2 separate regions of the Mus musculus genome follow, and region 1 is linked to region 2. The links are chromatin contacts, called in public Hi-C maps. All regions are on one chromosome and are shown on one strand. The core of a region is the stretch at or near the end of the contact, and the rest is flanking DNA. Distances in the headings are between cores, read along the strand shown.

The links. Hi-C and Micro-C count contacts between places; a contact is called where the count stands out from the background.
Region 1: a Hi-C map of the HPC-7 cell line shows a contact between it and region 2, with 2.7 times the contacts expected there. The contact joins two enhancer-like sites. A contact is called at or near these places in 4 of 484 Hi-C or Micro-C datasets (CD4 T cells, the HPC-7 cell line and olfactory sensory neurons), 1 of 115 datasets of contacts at active chromatin or transcription factors (memory CD8 T cells) and 3 of 9 other capture datasets (adipose tissue, liver and pancreatic islet).

Annotation. Positions count from the first base shown.
Region 1 is chr12:88,480,424-88,483,123 of GRCm38.p6, forward strand. No RefSeq gene overlaps it. Among named protein-coding and RNA genes, the nearest start is that of 4930473H19Rik, 40 kb to the left of the region's middle. Within about 2 kb of position 1,443, at least 3 of the 459 cell types and tissues checked have an H3K27ac peak or open chromatin away from gene starts, as enhancers often do.
Region 2 is chr12:88,406,938-88,409,746 of GRCm38.p6, forward strand. The region is part of intron 4 of Adck1 (aarF domain containing kinase 1); the gene reads left to right. Among named protein-coding and RNA genes, the nearest start is that of 3200001D21Rik, 31 kb to the left of the region's middle. Within about 2 kb of position 1,379, at least 45 of the 459 cell types and tissues checked have an H3K27ac peak or open chromatin away from gene starts, as enhancers often do.

The sequences.
Region 1 (2,700 bases), core at 193-2,692, 74 kb after region 2:
TCCTGACATTGCCACTCCCTGGACCAAGCATTTTCAAACCACCATAAATATATTAAGAAGTGAAAACAAAAAGCCCGATGATTTGCTATCTTGAAAAAAAAACTCATCTGTGTGAACCAAAAATGAACAGTTAGAAAATAATATTCCAAGAAAATAGAATATGAAAGCCAGCAGTAGTTGTACTCACTTATGACAAAGTAGACCTCAAGTCAAAATGACATTGTTTTGAATATTGATAAATCTATCTAGAAGATATCATAATCATAAATATATACACACTGAATATTGGTGACATTCATTTTATAGAACAAAACTACTGGACATAAAGACACAGTTAGGTCCAGATACAGTAATAGTTCCTTCAGTGCTCATCTACAGATCTGTTCTTCATAATAGATACCAATGAAATCCAGAGGATCGATAGAGAATATTATGAATACTTACATCCTAATTACTTGGAAAGTAGAATAAATGGATAAAGCCCAGAATCAAATATATTCACTGATGACTTCTACCAAGTTTCTAAAGCAAAACTAGCAAAAACCAATACCCCTCAGAATATTACATAAAATAGAACGAGAAGGCGAGCTTCCAGGTTCATTCTACAGAGTCAGTCCTTCTTCAATACCAATGCCAAATAAGTATATCACAAACCCCAGGAACTATAGAACAGTTTCCTTCTTCAGTAAAGTACTTGGAAAGCCAAATTTAACAAGGCTTTAAAAAGATTACAGACTATGCTCAAACTGATTTGATTCTAGAGATATAAGGGTGTATTAGCATATGCATTAGCATTAGCATATGCAAATCAATAGATGTAAAGTAGGACATAAATATAATCAGGAGCAAAACCCACATGATTTCTCAAAAGACAGAAAGAAAGCCTTGGGGGGGGGGGGGGAATCAAGTATCTCTCCACCATGAAAACTCTGCAGAAATTAGGGCTAGAAGGCCCATATCTTATGGAGTAGCTGAATTGAGAGAGCCAATAAAGTCAGCATTGTCAAATTAGTGCTTACAACATCCAGGAGATGTTAGCCAGGGAAGCTGAGGTGAGGCAGTTGGCTGAGATGCTCAGCTGAGAGTTTTCTTCGCATGGACTTCTGGCATCTAGTTTCCACACTACAGGCATTTTTATACCATGGGAACAACAGTAACTTCTGTTGAAAATGGTTTAACTTCTATCTGTTTTCAAGGACATTGTTTTTATTGTTAGGCAGTTTGTTGTTCTCTTTTGTTCCTGCCACTGGGATAAGGGGATAGTCTCCTCCAGGTTTGGGGGGACACTTGGAATAAACATGCGTGGGCCTAAAGTAGGAAGGGGGGAACAAACCCTGCCCTCAGAACCAGCTTTGAACATCATGCAGCAAGTTAACCATCGTACTGTGTGTTATGAACTGAAAGCATGTCTCTAAGTGAGACCTGGGCTTCCGGTTTCACTACTCTCTACTACTCTCTGGTATAATGCCAGAGGATTAAAGAAAGAGAAACAATGAAAGGAGCACAGATAGGAAATGGAGAAGTCAAGTTGTACCTATTTGTAGATCCTATGATCTTAAAAGACACCAAAACTTCACCAAACAAACCCCACAAACCCCCAAAACAACAACAACAAAACACCTCTTAGATTGGATATGTGCTTTCTGAAAGGGAACAGCCCATACAATAAGCATATGGAAACCAGTCATTTTTTTTTTTTTTTTTTTTTTTACATACCAATAATGAACCTGCTGAGAAAGAAATCAACGAACTAATCCCATTCATCATAGACTCAAACACAAAACCTGGAAATAGACCCAGCCAAGGAGGGAAAAGAACTCTTATAATTAAAACTGTAAGGAAAGTAAAAGATGGAGAGCCCTCACCTATTAATGGGTTAGCAGCGTGAGTACTGTGAAAATGGCCGTATTATCAGAAGCAACCCACCAATTCAAAGCAGTCCCCATCAAAAGTCTAAAGAGTCAATTCACAGGACTACAATCCAATCCAAAAAAATTCATACAGAACTACCAAGGATCCCAAATAACCAAGCAAAAGGATAATGATGATGGAAAGGATCATGAAGTCACAACACCTGGGTGCAAATTATACTATGGAGACATAGCAACAAAAACACATAGTACTGGCCCAATAAACAGACACAGACACCAGTGGTAAAGAATAGAGCTATACAGAATTAAATCTATAAATCCATAACCTTTGATTCTTGACAAAAGCATGTATTGGAGAAAAGAGCCCCTTTAATGAATTGAGCTCAGAAAATTGGATCTCCACATGTGGGTGATGACAATATAAGATTTCTGTTTCTCATGCTACACAGAAATAAAATCAAAGGGAGTAAATGAAGACATGAAACTTAAGAAAAGCTTTTTTTTTAAAGTGGCTAATTTTTTTTAGAAATTAAAATTTAACATAACCCCCTCCCTCTACTCTGTTCAACACTTCCCATGTCCCTCCTTCAAATCCATGACCTCTTTTTCTTTAATATTGTTTTATAAGTATATAACTATGACCTGCTGAGTCTGCTTAGTGTTAATTGTATGTATCTATTTTAGATCTGACCACTTGGTATTGGATAACCAATTGGTAGGCTCATCCCCGGAGAATGAAGACTAATTTTCCCTCTCTCGGCTGTTGTTGTTAACTGTGTGTAGCTCTTCATCACAGGGTAATTCCCCTGAGATTCTCCTATCCATGTCA
Region 2 (2,809 bases), core at 129-2,628:
ACACTGGCACTGCCATCTTTGTCAGCTACACTGGCACTGCCGTCTTTAATTGCAGACACACTCCTGCATAGGCATGTCTCTCCACGGACACAAGCGAGTCAGGATGTAACATGTTTACAGATGATCCAAGCACGTAGACACGGTATGGACATCCATATCGTAGTTCTCGAGATGCTGGGATCATGAGTTTGAGGCCAGCCTGCGATATGTGAGTGAGGCTATACTGAAATAAAGGAAAAGAAAACAGAGCAAGCAAAATGGAAACCATGGACAGAGGCTCCTTCACCCCTAAAATTTTAGGAGAAGTTAAAGAGAATGACGTCACTGGCTACAGTTGAGTCTAGAAACACCAGCCTTTCTTAAGGGAAGCCCTTGCTTGGTTTGTGACCTCTGAAACATGTTTATGTCTGTCTTTTGTCATTGAACTCCCCTACCAGGGGTGCAGGGATATAGAATTGACTTTATTTTGTTGTTAATAGTTGCTAGGGATGGATGCAATGTGTTTTCATGAGTGCTATATGTTATAGGGACTTAGTGTTCTCCGTGGAACATGAGGCTGGAATTTCTGTGGAGATTCAGAAGAGATATAGGGGTGCTGTTGTATACCAGGTACATACATTCATTTTTGTATGAGCTCACAGGGGCACGTGGAGGATGATTGGTCATGTTTTGTTCTGGGTTGAATCAAAAGTTCAGAAAAGATAGGAAACTCCTGCCCTAAAGATGTCAGCTGCTTATTCAACATGGTGGTCCTGGCCAGAAAGACAACACTGTGGGGTACAAGGACCCACCAGAACAAAGACAGGAAGGAAGGAGAGGTAGGTGAAGCGATAGTCTGGGCAGGGAGCACAGAAGTGCTGCTGGCTCACGGAAATCTTGGTGAAGTGTCCCCTGCAGGCAGCTTTTCCCTTGGGCTCTTGCCTCTTCACTAGGGCTGGGAACAGTTTCATTCCTATGTTATTCTGGGTTATTCAGAAGACACTGAAGAAATGAGACATGATTGTATTGTATCTCGGATGTATGCATGTTTATAGATATGTAGAAAGATAGATTTGTTTAAAACCTGGATTATGTGATTGTCTAGGCTGACAAGTCCAAAACTGGCAGAGCGGTCATGCCAGAATCCTAGTAAGAACCAGTAGTGTAGTTCAGGTTCAACCGTGAAGGCCATCTGCTGGCAGGATCCCCTCTTGCTTCAGGGATATCATCTGATCGCATGAGGCCCACTCACATATGGAGGGCAACCTGTTTTACTAATAAATTGGATGCGAAGGTCTGTAGTCCCAGTACTGTGGAGGTGGAGACAGGAGCATTGAGAGTTGGAGGCCAGCCTGGTCTACATGGTGAGGCAATGTCTTACAACCCAGGGGCTGGGTTTTGGATTTCCTGTGTAGCTCAGTGGAAGAGTGCTTGCCTAGCTTTCTCAAGGCTCTGGCTCTGACGTCAGTCCCCAGGCAAAAAAAAAAAAAAAGAAAAGAAACGGAAAATCCATGTATAGTAACATTTACTCCAGTATCTGAGCGCAGTGACCTAGGCAGGACGGAGCACAGACGAACCACCTCAGTTCTCCATGTGGCCCTTGAGGGGACCTTCACGTGACCCTTGATGTTTGCATTGAATCAATACAATAGTAGTTTTGTGGCCTCGGTCTATTTCCTGTTTCTTTTTCTGTAGACTGGGAAGGTGAGCTCAGGCGGACTGTTAGAGCACTGTACTCTCTGACCTCCTGTTAGGCATGGTATTTCTTGAGCTCCCCCTGTGCAGAAATTGTGTTAGCCCTTCTCCCTGGGGGGTGGGGAGGGGGTGCTTGCTCCCTGGTTCCTGGTCCCTGGTGTTCATACTCTGGCCGGGCCTGCTGAGGTCAGCCTGCCTCACTGGCCTGCAGTCATCTATAGGATCTCATTGTTCGGCTCAGCTGTCCTTTGACCTGCTTCTCCTGGCCTGAATGCCACCTTTGTTTGTCCTGGCACCCATCTTGTCTCCCAGATTGTCGCTAAGAAGGCCACCAAGTGAGTGTTCTGGGAATGGAACAGAAGGATCTGGTAGCCATGCAGCTGGGATGAAGAAGCAGGGGGAGGGGGAAGGGAGCATTACCCTCCTCCTGGCTTGTCCTCATCCTGCCTTCCCAGCAGATCTCAATAAAAAAAAAAAATACATTTATATTAAAAACATAATGAAGAATAAAAAACATTTTTCCTCAATAATGCCAAACATCAAAAGGAGATTTTTATCAATTATGAGAGAGAAAGATTTTGGCCATAAAATGGTAATTTAATGAGTAGGAGACGGATGGCGGGAAGCATTAATGTCAGCCACAATGGATGGCCTGCCATTAGTCACTGGAGGAGAGGCAGGCGAGTAGTGGCCACACAGCCTGGATAGTCCTTTTTTTGATGTCCCCAACCCTAGCCCCGTCCTTCTTAATCTGATCCTCTTGTTGTCTGCTGAGTCTCTGCTCCGGCCGTTTTCTAGCTCTGCCCTGGCTCAGCCTGGCCCCCTCTCCCCCACCGCTCAGTCTTGCCTCCCGGCACCTTCCCTCTGTTGATTGTAACTTTTTTGTCCTTTCTTTTCTTCTTGAGACAGGGTCTCTCTATGTAGTTCTGGGTGTTTTGGGTTTCACCCTGTAAACCAGGCCAGCCTCGAACTCATAGAAATCCACCTCCTCTGTCTCCAAGGGCTGGGATTTAAGGCATGTACCACTATGCCTGACTCAGGTGGCTCTCCTGTCTGTGAAGAGAGCCCCATGGTGGAAAGAGCAAGAGCTGTGGGAACCGTTTCTCTGTCTTACAGCCTGTCCTTCTGGGCTGCT